2 separate regions of the Sparus aurata genome follow, and region 2 is linked to region 1. Evidence: chromatin contacts called from public Hi-C data. All regions are on one chromosome and are shown on one strand. The core of a region is the stretch at or near the end of the contact, and the rest is flanking DNA. Distances in the headings are between cores, read along the strand shown.

Region 1 (6,194 bases), core at 1,127-3,626:
TTGCAAAATGCCAAACTGCCCCAGAGAAAGAGAGCAAAACGTTATACCCCTTTTCTACTGATCAGAAATTTCACCTAAACCTGCCAAGATCAGGCTTTTGTGTGCAATGGGAATGTGTAAAACTCTGCATTTACACCCAGGTCGACTGAGTCTGCAGTAGACACAGGTTTATATCACCTTGGCTCGGCTTAGATCTAAACGTAAGACCCGGGGGAACGCGCTAAATTCCACCGCATAAAGTGATGATAGTGGTGGTGCATAATAAGGAAGGAATTTGGGATAAGATTTATTAAAAACGACTTATCACTGACAGTTTTGGAGGTGGCCGTTCATTCCTATGAAAGCTGCTCAGTGGTGTTTTGGAGCCAAAAATGCTTGACTTCCAGGCTGTGAAAATACCAGGATCGCCATCTAAGCCGGCTAACTCTGGGGTTAGTGCCTAGCTCAAATTATGACAGTGTACAAATCATTTCATGGGTATTCTGACACTCAAAATATTTTATCCACTGTTTTACAGCCGCTCCTTTCATAAAGAACAAGAACAAACCCAATCTACCTCCTCCTACCTCCTTTTAGCACCTTAAAGGGCTATATATATAATTTATTTATATTACTATTTCCTCTATGTGTTGCTTTTTTATTTGTTGCTGCGAGAGCACCCTCAATTTCATTGTACCCTCCTGTACAATGACAATAAAGACTATTCTATTCTATTCTATTCTTAAGGATTGACTTTTTTTCTTCTGTTTCAACTGTTTCCACTGCATTTGTGACGTGAAACATGACATCAGTGATGTACAATGTAACGCTTTGTCATCACAGACGGGCTGCCATGCCTACGGAAAGTGGGAATGGCGTCAAAAAGCAATTTTTAGAAGGATGACCTGCATATAAAAAGCCTGTGTAGAACTGCTGATTTTGGTTGGAAAAGCTGTATTAGTTCAGAAATGAAGTCCGATAACATAAAATAATGACCAGCTTCCAGCACAAAACAGAAGTTCCACAGAGCCCCTTTAACTCGTACAATTCACAGCATCAATTAAATATTAATATTTCCAAAAATGTTTAAAATGTACTTATGATATTAATATTTTTCCAGCTTGCTACCATGCAAGGCGTTGCAGTGGTTAAGCACTGTTGCCCAGCACAAAGTCCTAGGTTCAAGTCCCAGCTGGGGTAGGGGTTCTCTGTGCTGATTTTGCATGTTCTCCCTGTGTCTGCGTTAGGGATGGGCGGATCGATCCAAATATTGATAGTATCGATACCAAGGTGAGTATTAGTATCGGATTGATACTAGCGTGATGAGATTGATATTTTTGTTGCAGTTTCTCTTCTATAAATTCAGCAAATCACTTGTATTTCTTCACAGAGTTTGTGTGAGCGCAGCTTTGTCCTCAGTCTCAGTCCTTAAAGCGCAGCGCTCCTCTTCACCTCTCTCACTCCGCTCACTCAGGTTCACTGTAAATATAAATCAAAAATATATACTTATACTAAGATATATATCCTACCTCAAGAATATAATAACCCCTTTGTGTCTCTGTTGAAGGAACACTAGTATTCCTATTTAGGCTATATGCGGATAGGTTATAGATTTAATTATGTTAAATATAATTTTCTTATTTGGCTAAAATCTTTGTCCTGTTTATCGTTATTATAATCATGGTCAACTAATTAAAGGCAAAAGTACAAAATCATTATTTGATCAGGAATTTTCAAGTAAAAAGTATCAGTATCGGTATCGCTATCAGCAATACTGGCCCTGTATTTACTTGGTATCGGATCGATACCAAAATTTGCAGTTTCGCCCACCCCTAGTCTGCGTTGGTTTTTTCACCAGGTACTCCTCCCACAATCCAAAGACATGCAAGTTAGGTTAATCAGTCAATCTAGATTACCCGTAGCTGTGAATGTGAGTGTCAATGGTTGTTTTTTCCCTATACGTCAGCCCTATGATGAACTGGCTGATATCCAGGGTGTACCCACTGCTTGCCCAATGTCAACTTGGATCATCACCAGAGAATGATGTTTATACAGGAAAAGAAGTTGCTTTTGCAATATATGAAAGGTATAATGGCGTTCAAATAAAGATAATGAATGGGAAATTTTACCTGTGTGCAGAGATACCTGCCAATTAGTTTGTCAGAGATTTACACCTGCCCTCTTCACATAAAAAACAAGAACTACTTTGTATCAGACTAATCTATGTGAATTAAAATATTTATGAGCCACCTATAATATGTTGCAACATACTCGTTTTTTTTTGTTTTTTTTAAAGCAGGATGTACTTGCCAACTGTTCTGTTCAATTTGATTGGTGAAAGTATGTCAGTGGGTTACATTGACACCAGTGCAGGGCTGCAGGGAGGGAGGAGCCGGTGAACTGGGTCACATGGTTGCACTCGCTACTCGAAACAGCCACTGCAAAACCAGTCCTCTAAACCACTGGCGCCTTCAACGCAGCTTTTTTCTTGTTCCACCGTCGAATGGAGTCTGGTTTATTTGTAGTGTAGCTCAAAAACAGACGAGTCGTGTTGCTTCTCTCAACTGACAGAAGAAATTCACCGCCGGCTTCGAGGAGGAAAAATCTGCCCTTTTGGTGTCATTGAAATCGGGTCTGTGAAAACTTGCTGCTTCGGTTTGAAATGACATTTTTCTTCCCTGTGTAATTATATCTTCGCTAGTCCGTCTGTCACTGACAACCCACCGTATTTTTACGGTCTTTATCGGGTTCTGGCGTAAATGTTGTAGTTTAAAAGCCAATTTCTTAGCCGAGACTAATCAGCGACTTTCCAGTTGCTGAACACTAAAATAGAAACACGGCTTCGGCACTGAGGTAGCAGAGGAGGAGGAAAACCCCCAAACTCTCATAAAATGGAGTCAACCAAAGCTGGTAAGTGAGCTTTAACTCTCATTTCAATGACAGTAGCTGCATCGCTACTTGTGTGTATTAATATTGAGCTACTGATTCAGTGAAATTATGTGTCGTAAAAGGTGCAAGACTAGTATAATGAAGGGACGCTCTTGTCTTCTATTAAAAACCGTCGAAAACACCTTAAATGTTGCAGATAAGAATGTCCACTGGTGTGTTCAGGTTTAACTGGGTTAGGAGTACCAGTGGGTTGTTGTTGTTACCCAAGTAGCTGGCCTCAGCAGCACTGCAGTCGTCTCCTCTCACATGGACCCATCAGCCTAGCCATGTGCACCTCTGTTTACGCTCCTCGTGCGTCGCAGCACATTGGCCGACTGACGCCGTGACGTTGCTATTGCATAATTCCTCCCATCGAGCTGGTGTGGCGTCTCGCCGCGGATACACGTGAGGCATCTCGCAGCACCGCGCGTTGACCCAGTTTTCCCGGGAAGGAACTTGCTTTGGTCCACGTGGGGGCGTGTTGAAGAACGCCTAAAGTTATGGCGCATTCACGGCCCGTGGGACACACTAGTCTTTGTTACACAGCGACACTCAGAACGTTTTGGGCTGAAACATATTTCTCAAATTAACATCCATCTGAACCGTGGTTATAATGTTGAAATGACTAATTTAATGAAGTCAGGGTGGTAATAGAAACGGTTAGTGTAGATTGTCACATTTCCCTTGGTACAGCCCAGTAGGTTTCCAGTCAATTGTGACATTTCCCATTCAGTGCCGCACCTTCTCATTTATTACAGTTTTCCAGCTTTTAAATAGAATAAATCAAGCCAAGACAACAAATTTGATGACTTGACTCTCAATATTTCACTTGGCACTACAGTTCAACGCAATTATGTACTATGCAGGATTAATAATTGCTCAATTTGGAGCAGACTATATTGTTAATATCATTACACTTTGAAATGATTCATGATATTTTCACACAATATTATTCTGAAGTTGTGTTTTGTCTGGCTTTGTCAAGTGCTCCAATTTATCTTTGCACAGATATGATGGGTAGTTTCATTGAGACTATGATGCAATGACACTCATTTCTTGAAATGATTTATGGAATATTGTTTCAGAGGAGGTGGGCTTTCAGTTGGGTCAGAGCTGATGAATAAGGTCAGCTTTTTAAAGTTGTTGTTTTTCTCTGGAAATGATGTTGTACATGTTTCCCAGTCTACATTCATGACACTACTGTCATGTATTACTTATCGAATTTTGTCTGGAAGTCATCAAACTAAAATGCAGGATGTCTTGTCCAACTATTTAGGTTGAAATATATTGGCAATATCTGTACGTTTTAGGTGAAATAAAATGGACCCATTCAGAATGTGATTTGCTACTGGATCCGTTTGATTGGCAGCCTGTATATGTGAATGGCTGCAGGGAGGGGCCAGACTGCCTACTACACACACCCATGTGAAGCTGACATTATGTAATGGCTGTTACCTAATCACTGAGAATAGCAGGGGGAAGAAATCAGGTCAGTCTATGTTGAGGGGAAAAACTGGCTCAGCAGCAGTAGCAACCTGGCTGAGGAAGCTGTTGTCGTCATGTTTTGATCTGCCCTCGTTATGTTAAGTTTGTACATCCCACAGTAAAAGCATCTGAAGCTGAGAGAAAATTACATTTCATTTAAGCAAAAGGAAGCAGCAGGGAGTCAGTCATAGCCCCCATGACAGAACAGATAAAGGATAATGCCAAGCACCACCTACAGAAACTTGAATAGTTAAGGATTGAATTAAATATATTAAGACTGGACACTGGAGGTTGCTGCTAAAAAAAAAAAAAAAAAAAAAAAAAAAAAAAAATCAGTATAAGAAAACATTAAGATTTATGGAATGATGGAATGACCAAAAAATTAAAGAGTAAAATTAAAGAATGAAGTTGATCTTTTTGTCAGTTTATCATATTTATTAAATGTTGACAGGAGGATATGAGGCATTTGTTGGGGACTATTTTCAACAGCGGATTCATACACATTTGTTTATTGAGTATTTTTTGGCAGCACGATCATGTATGTAGGATTAAATTAAAATTAATTACAGCGTGCATGTTCATGGTAGTAAAGGATCATTTTATGCAGTGGGACAGTGTTGCTCACTGATGTTTTTTAGTGTTTTTTGGACAACAATAGAGCTCTGTAGCACTGCATGATAAGACATATCAGACTTTGGTGCTCACAATAACTGTTAGTACAGTCCATTCACTGTTAATTTGGGCTTTTTAATGGGTTTTATTGATGGGAAGTAAAGTATTTAAAAAAAACCAAAAACATATAGATTAAAAATACAAATGAAAGCTGTATTGCAGTTTGTGTCATCATGACCCATTTCTCTCTGCCTTTGTCCACCAGGAGGTGTAATAGCCTACATCAGTTCCTCAAGTTCCAGCTCTAGCCCTGAGTCATGCCACAGTGACTCCTCCAACGGCAGCTACCAGTCGTCATCCCCGCCTCGCGGATCCTCGCCCAGCTGCCATCAGCATGGTCAGCCTGCTGACCCTGCCCTCCCCACGTCCAGCCAAAACCTCCCAGGGACTCAGAAAAGTGGACGCTCTTCCTCCACTGCAAAATGCGGCATTACAAGTAAGTCGGTCAATCAATTATGTGCTAGGAAGATGCTTTCTGCCCATTTTAATGAATGTAGAAACAGGGAGGAAACAGTCTCTATTCAAGTTGATGAAGGTTCTCAGTCATCCAGGTTGCCTACGATACAGTACCTAGAGTCCTATTCAACACTGCTTTAACTGATGATAACTTTCAAGTCCTCATCATCATCATTGTCCCTTTCGAGGCAACACAAGTTGATGTAAACATTTACTGAATTGAATTGCTAAAACCACCAAATTCACAGAAAAAACTCTGACATGACAGGAAATAAATGTAACTAAACTAGTTACATTTAGGGAAATGGTTGGTAGTATCCAAAATAACGTTGTTCATGTAAGGCATTAAAATATGCAAATCACCGTTGTGTTCAGACCAATTGTAAGAATATGTTTTTGTATCTATCAGAAATCAATGGCCTGGTGCTACTTTGTAAGGTATGTGGAGACGTTGCCTCTGGGTTTCACTATGGCGTCCATGCCTGTGAGGGCTGCAAGGTGAGAAAAGCCCACATAAACACACACACATGCACACATCAAACATTGAATGAAAATCACAGTGGTGAGTGTAGCAATGACTTTGGGCTGCAGTTGAAGTGGGTCACTGCTAGTGCAGCCATCTGTACAGGACCATCCAGAGACTGAAGGAAACTAGTTCAGGCTCCCCATATTTA
Region 2 (6,194 bases), core at 2,114-4,613, 180 kb after region 1:
CACCTGGAACACTTGAAGGTAGGAAGTTGGAAATTTCAACAAGGAAATTTCGACCCCATTGTTGATGGGAAACCAAAGGGTGAGGTATATCAATCAAGCCTGCTCTGGAGATACACACAATGCTGAGAGGATGTCTAATCAGGCTAAATAAGTGGACACACCTGTATGTGTTTATCTGAAGCCTGTAGGGCATTTATTAATATTTACCACCTTCTCACTCCAGGTCCACATGTTGAAATGTGTAAAACTCACAATAGGTTTGTATGAAATCATTTTTTCATCATGCCAAATGAAAACTAAAGGTTCAAACCTAACAAGTACCTTCCTTCCTTTTTAGGAGAATACAAAGTTTCAAATTAGTATGTGCCTTTTGTTACTGAATCAAATATTAGTTTTTCTGTAAATGAATGGAAAAATGTTAAATAAATGCTCTTGACCAATCTGCAACTTGAAGAACTAAAATTAATCAATTACACGGAATAGTTCATGACACTGTGTCAAAGGCCACTTTAATCTGCACCATACATTTTGAGCAAAATGTCTATCAATGTGTTAAACTCTTGGCATGCTTTGTCCAACTGTCATCAAAGGGGCATAGCCTCTAATTGTTCATCCCTTTTATAAGGGCTGACTATTAATCTCAATATTATCACAATATGGCCACATGCAATATCCAAATTCAGGAGCTGTAAGGTTTTTTTTTGTGTTTTTTTTTTAGCTCGCCTTGAACATTTCACAACATACTATTAAAAATTAGGCACTGTGTGGCTACAGAGATGCCCTGGCCTACAAATCATAATCTCCAGACATAAGGCAACATGGTTGTCGGGTACAGACCCCAACAAAGATTACATCATCAATATTTTATATAGAAGGTAAAAAGAAATGCAAAAATTAAAATGCCCACTGAAATCATGACTCACATCACAGTTACAATATCTGTCAAAATAGTTGCAATATAATTTTGTTTTGCTTATCCTCCAGCCCTACTTTCAAAACACTACAGGAAGTTCCAACAGACACATCAAATGGGGTGTCAATACTAACGCTTTCCAGCTGTTTGTACCAAGGACTGTTCCTGCATGTCTACAAATGGCATGTTTTTTAAACAAAATCTGCTGTATGCATCTTGCAGAAATACATATAAACTCTAGGCAGCACTGTTGCTAACACGAGCCTGGTCTGTGAGTTGAAGATGTTCACACAGGCTCCCACAAAACAGCGGAAAATAGGCTGACTGCACGACCTTAAATACCCTCAGCTGAGGACTGATGCTGCCTTCAGTTGCTCCTTGGAAACTCCCTTACTGCATGATGTAAATATGGACAGTCGTGCATTTTAGTCCTTCTCGTTTGAAAATAAAAATGGCAGTATCAGCAACGTGTCAACATTTTTTTAAATACATTAATGCTTTTCTAAATATGAACAGATGTAACCAATGTGCACAAAAATGGCCAGTAACTGAGACGCTTTTTTCTGATGCTGCGTTTTTATAAATACATGTAAAAAAAAAATGTTTTACTTATCCGTATGTTTTTGGCACTAAGGGGGAAAATGTGCTTTCATGACTATCATATACATTACTTACAACAGCAGCTGCTCTCTAAGTCCACAGCTATCCGCCCCCTGAACCTCACATCTCAACACTCAGGCAGAAAACCTCCCACCGTCACCTTGCTGGATCGTTCATGCACGAGCGCACTTGTATTTTCTGACAGCCTTCGAAGGCATCATTCCATGCTCATATGGTAACATGTCTCCTTTCATACTGCAACAAACAGGACTGTTTATAATAAAGTGTAAATGAGCCGAGCTAACTTTATACTCATAAACAAATCATGCCCTGGGGCTAATGCCGCGTATTCAGTCAAACACAGCACTAGTAAACAACTCAGACTTGCGTTTGTGCAATGTCACCAGTACACTGAACTGTAACATTCAAAAGTCCAACCTTTAAGGTAACTAATGCACTGTGAAAGGATTGCTTATTTTCACATGCCAGATGTTGATCGAGTGCTTCAGCGAGTTCACGTTGCCAAAGCGAAAGCAAAGGTTACATCAGAATGGTGAGCTTAAATACGTTTCTGACATATATCCCAGGCCACGGAAGTAAAAATGAGCAAGACCCTGACGGACGATCATCATCCTAAACTACTAGGGCGCCCTAGGCTCCCAGAGAAACGATCACTTGGGCCCATAACCCAACTCCCTCAAGTCTTCATAAAGCTAGTCCGGGTCCGTGCTGTTTTTCTCTTGCACTGACAGAACCTCGAGCCAAAAATCCATCATTTTAAGGTGCTCTCGCTTTTTGTAGAAATTAACATCCCATTAAAGCAATTCCTGAGTTCGACTTGAATAATTATGAGGCGGTGTTCAATTCGGCGTGATTAAAAAAGCTCAAAAAACGAATGCAATTTTAACTTTTTAGATCAATTGTCCTTTCATCCTGCAATCTCATTACGATAAAATACACCATCGTGGGCGTAAGGGAGCTCAGTGGTAAGCAATAATAAAGTTTAAATATGACAGTCATAACGCACTGCTTTCGGAATTAATTGTAATCCGAATTGTCATTAAGACTCATATGATTCTGGAAAGGTCCAAGTCATGTTCACCTGGAGTGAACTGTCTGCCGATTGGCGAGGCAGCACAGAATTGATGAAATTGTTAATGAAGTTTGGCAAACACTATTCCCTCCATAGGACGTAACACACTGGTGGTCATGTTAAAGAAGCGTGGACATTATTGTGACATTTAGCTTACGAGGCGCAGTGTATGGCCACCTAGCTGCTGTACTGTCAGACACCCAGTTTTTTGGAGAGGCTGTCATTGGCTAGACTATGGTCAGAAATATTCCAAAATTGAAACATACCGCATATGCAAGACGAAGCTCGTATCCAAATGTTATTTGATGTCCCAGTGCTCGTGCATTCCTCCTCAACTGGAACCAGTGTCGATCTCCGTCGGCTAAACTGAACGGGACACAGCGCCAGGGTTTAACCTGAAATGACCCGCGCTAGTGCAAATCAGGCGAGAGCTATGCGTGTGTCTGCGTGTGTCCTGTATCTGCGTGGAGAGAGTGTAGTATGGGCTACCAGTGTGCGGTACGCGGTACACTCCGTGCTCCGAAGGCAGAAAACTTCGCCATAGATCCCAAAACAAAGCTTTAAAAGCGGCAGACTTACGAAACTGACAATTGTAGCGCTCCGACTGATCGCTACAGAGAATCAGAGAGCCGACTCACAGGCAGGAACGGAACAAAATAAGCCTCGCCCTTACTACAAACTCCCAAGTTTTTTTTTTTCTTTTGCGATGGCGGTTGGCTGCCTTAACAGTGGGCCTGGTACATGTACAGCAGGAAACATACTGCTCCAGCTGTGTGTGTGTGCGTGCGTGTGTGTGTGTGTGTGTGTGTCAGTGGTCAATAAAAGCAGGGGAAGGATTTGGATAGAGTTATTATTATTATTATTATTATTATTATTATTGTTATTATTATTATTATTATTATTATTATTATTATTACCATTTCATTCTTGTTATTATCATTATTTTTTATTATCATTATCATCATCATCTCATAATCATTAGTAATAGTAGTAGTAGTAGAAGTAATATTATTATTATTATTGCTATTATTATTATGTTTGAGTAAAAGGTTATATTTATTTATTTAAAATGAATATAATTAATTTTATTGTATTTTCAATGTATTTAATGACATACATTTACATTTATATTGTTTTATTTTCATTATATGTTTTTTATGATTTCTGTATTTTTATAGATTTAGGTTGTGCCTGTATGTTCTCGTGTGCTCAACAAATCCAAGCCAAAAATATATATTTCATGTATGTCACCAGACTTGTCTAGAGCAGGGGATCCGAAAATCTTTTGTAATCATAGTAAAGTGGCATAAATTTGTTTTATGCCATTGAACTGTAATGTTCACTGTAATTAACTGAAAAGTTGAATTTGGTTTCGTCAGTTTTGCATCACATGAAGTGACAAAAGCTTTAAATGGCCTATTAGAACAGTAAATTTTTTTTACTTAGCTCATTATTTCAGTTCTTTAACACCTTTACCACACATTTTTTTAACCTCTGCTCATTTGCTTATTGGCTTTCCCATTCTCTTAATTTCTCTTCTTAACTTAAAACATATTTTATTTTATTTTATGGCTGATTCAATATCTGGATGTATTTTTTGATCAACTCATGAATGCAATTACTCAAAAGTCACTGAGCTAATTTACAGTCTCTCCATGTAAATTCAACAACAATAAGTGAAGTACCCCCTGCGGGGCAAGTACCCTTGGATGGGGATCACAGGTCTAGAGCACAGCCAATTCATATAAGGGCCACACAGGAGTTAAAGGGCAATTTTACACATTAAAGTGTGTTTACAGGTCTTAGGGTGTACTACAGTCTGTGTGAAAAATGTAGTGGCTCCAGAGGAAGCTGCATGTAATCTAATAGATTACCTCCAGCAGGAACACTCAGTGGCTACCTTACATTGTTGGTAATGTAGGCACCAGGTTTTGAAAAGCAGTCCACAGCTCTAGCATTGCACTCATATAACACTGTTGGATTCATGTGAACAATATAAAAACAAATGATCAAAATCAATACAATAGAACCAGAGATATCACCATTTGTATTCCACACATTCTTCTTCCTTCTCAAAGGCTTCATCTTCAGCACTATGATGCCCATAGAGAGGCAGACAAGCATCATATTCGTAGCATAAAAATGCTTTGAATATTTAAGATTTATTACAACATATTTGAAGCATGTATGTATTATTCAACCTTGATACAGTGGTGCTGCTCAGTCTAGTTTCCAACTTTGCCCACTGGCCTCTCGCAGTATTGCAGCAAAAAGTTCCCCTGTGGCCCAAAAAGCAGTTCCCCCATAGAGCAGCCTTATAAAAGAGACGTCCATACAAGTGGAGACACCTCAGACTGCAGACTGTGGGCCAATAATGACTTTATAATATTCATTTATGATCCATGGTGGTTTTTTTTTAATTTAGAAAACTTTCTTTAAGCCAAGTAAAGTTTGTGACGTCATCACAATGTAAAATCTACAGGCAGAGCAGGAACTCCTCGGTGAGGCTAGCTGGGTGTCACTAGTCAGTAGGCTGCATAACCAGGCCAGGTGAGCACTTCTCATTGGACTGAACAAGCACCATATGATCTTTGATATCAAGTTCTATTATAAATTTATGATTTGCATATTTCTACTAGATAACTTTCATTCTAATAAAAGGGTTATGTCAAAAGAACACCACCGTTTTTCTGTATCATTGCCAAAGGCTTCTAAAAGGAAAGGTTGGAAAAAAAAGACTTGTATACGCAGTTGTCTTTTCATGTTTTTGGTTTCCCATCTGCTATGAAACCCTGGAATATTGCTGAATGTCGTTCATACATGAGAGCTCATGCAGATCACTCCTGTATGTTGCAAAAGCCACTTGACAACACATACAAAGATGTAGCATCACCTGTACTGTGTGATAAGCAGCAGTTAAAGTGGTAATGCCAATAGTAATGTCATCTATTATCTGTCCTTTACTATCACAAAACAGGTTTGTTGTTATTCCAAGCAATGTCAAGCTGATTTCAAGTCACAATTCCAGCTGCAGGTCAGTGCATCAATCTAACATGTTTCAGAAACATAACAGTGTCAGCCTCCATGATAAAATGGTAACTGAACAACGGATATCCAAACCCAGTAAGCATTGGCGGTTCTAGACCAGTTTTAATAGGTGGGCCAGGTTGGGGACAGCTTTTCTGTTAGGGGGCACATACAACCCGGAAAAAAGGATAAATCCCTCATTCAGACAAAGCAATGTTTACAATTTCAGCAATTTATTGGGTAGTAAACTGCTGAGACACTTTATTTCTGCCTTTCCCTTCAGAACAAAATCATTGCAAGAAATCTGTCATTGTATTATTAATGCAGACTCCCTGTCAGGGGGCCACAGGGGGGTCCAGACTCTGAGTTACGGGGGCACTGGCCCCTGTTGCCCCCCCCCCCCCATCCAGTGCTTAGGTACAAATAAATACAAATGAATTTGAAATTTGACTCTTAAAATGAAAATAGGATACCATGAACAAGTAAGACAACTTGTAACTGATGAACTCTTCATGAACTCTTGAATGTTTGTCAGTAGGAGGACTGCTCCTTCAGGTGGGT

The links. A called contact is a pair of places that touch in the nucleus more often than the background predicts.
Region 2: a Hi-C map of skeletal muscle shows a contact between it and region 1, with 4 times the contacts expected there. The contact joins the promoter of thrb here to the promoter of nr1d2b in region 1. A contact is called at or near these places in 2 of 2 Hi-C or Micro-C datasets (skeletal muscle and an unstated tissue).

Annotation. Positions count from the first base shown.
Region 1 is chr3:29,561,979-29,568,172 of fSpaAur1.1, forward strand. nr1d2b (nuclear receptor subfamily 1, group D, member 2b) reads left to right here and starts at 2,377. Exons shown (of 8, transcript XM_030412025.1): 1 at 2,377-2,889; 2 at 5,270-5,500; 3 at 5,930-6,018. The coding sequence starts at 2,871.
Region 2 is chr3:29,743,232-29,749,425 of fSpaAur1.1, forward strand. It overlaps thrb (thyroid hormone receptor beta), which reads right to left and starts at 3,364. Exons shown (of 9, transcript XM_030412039.1): 1 at 2,873-3,364.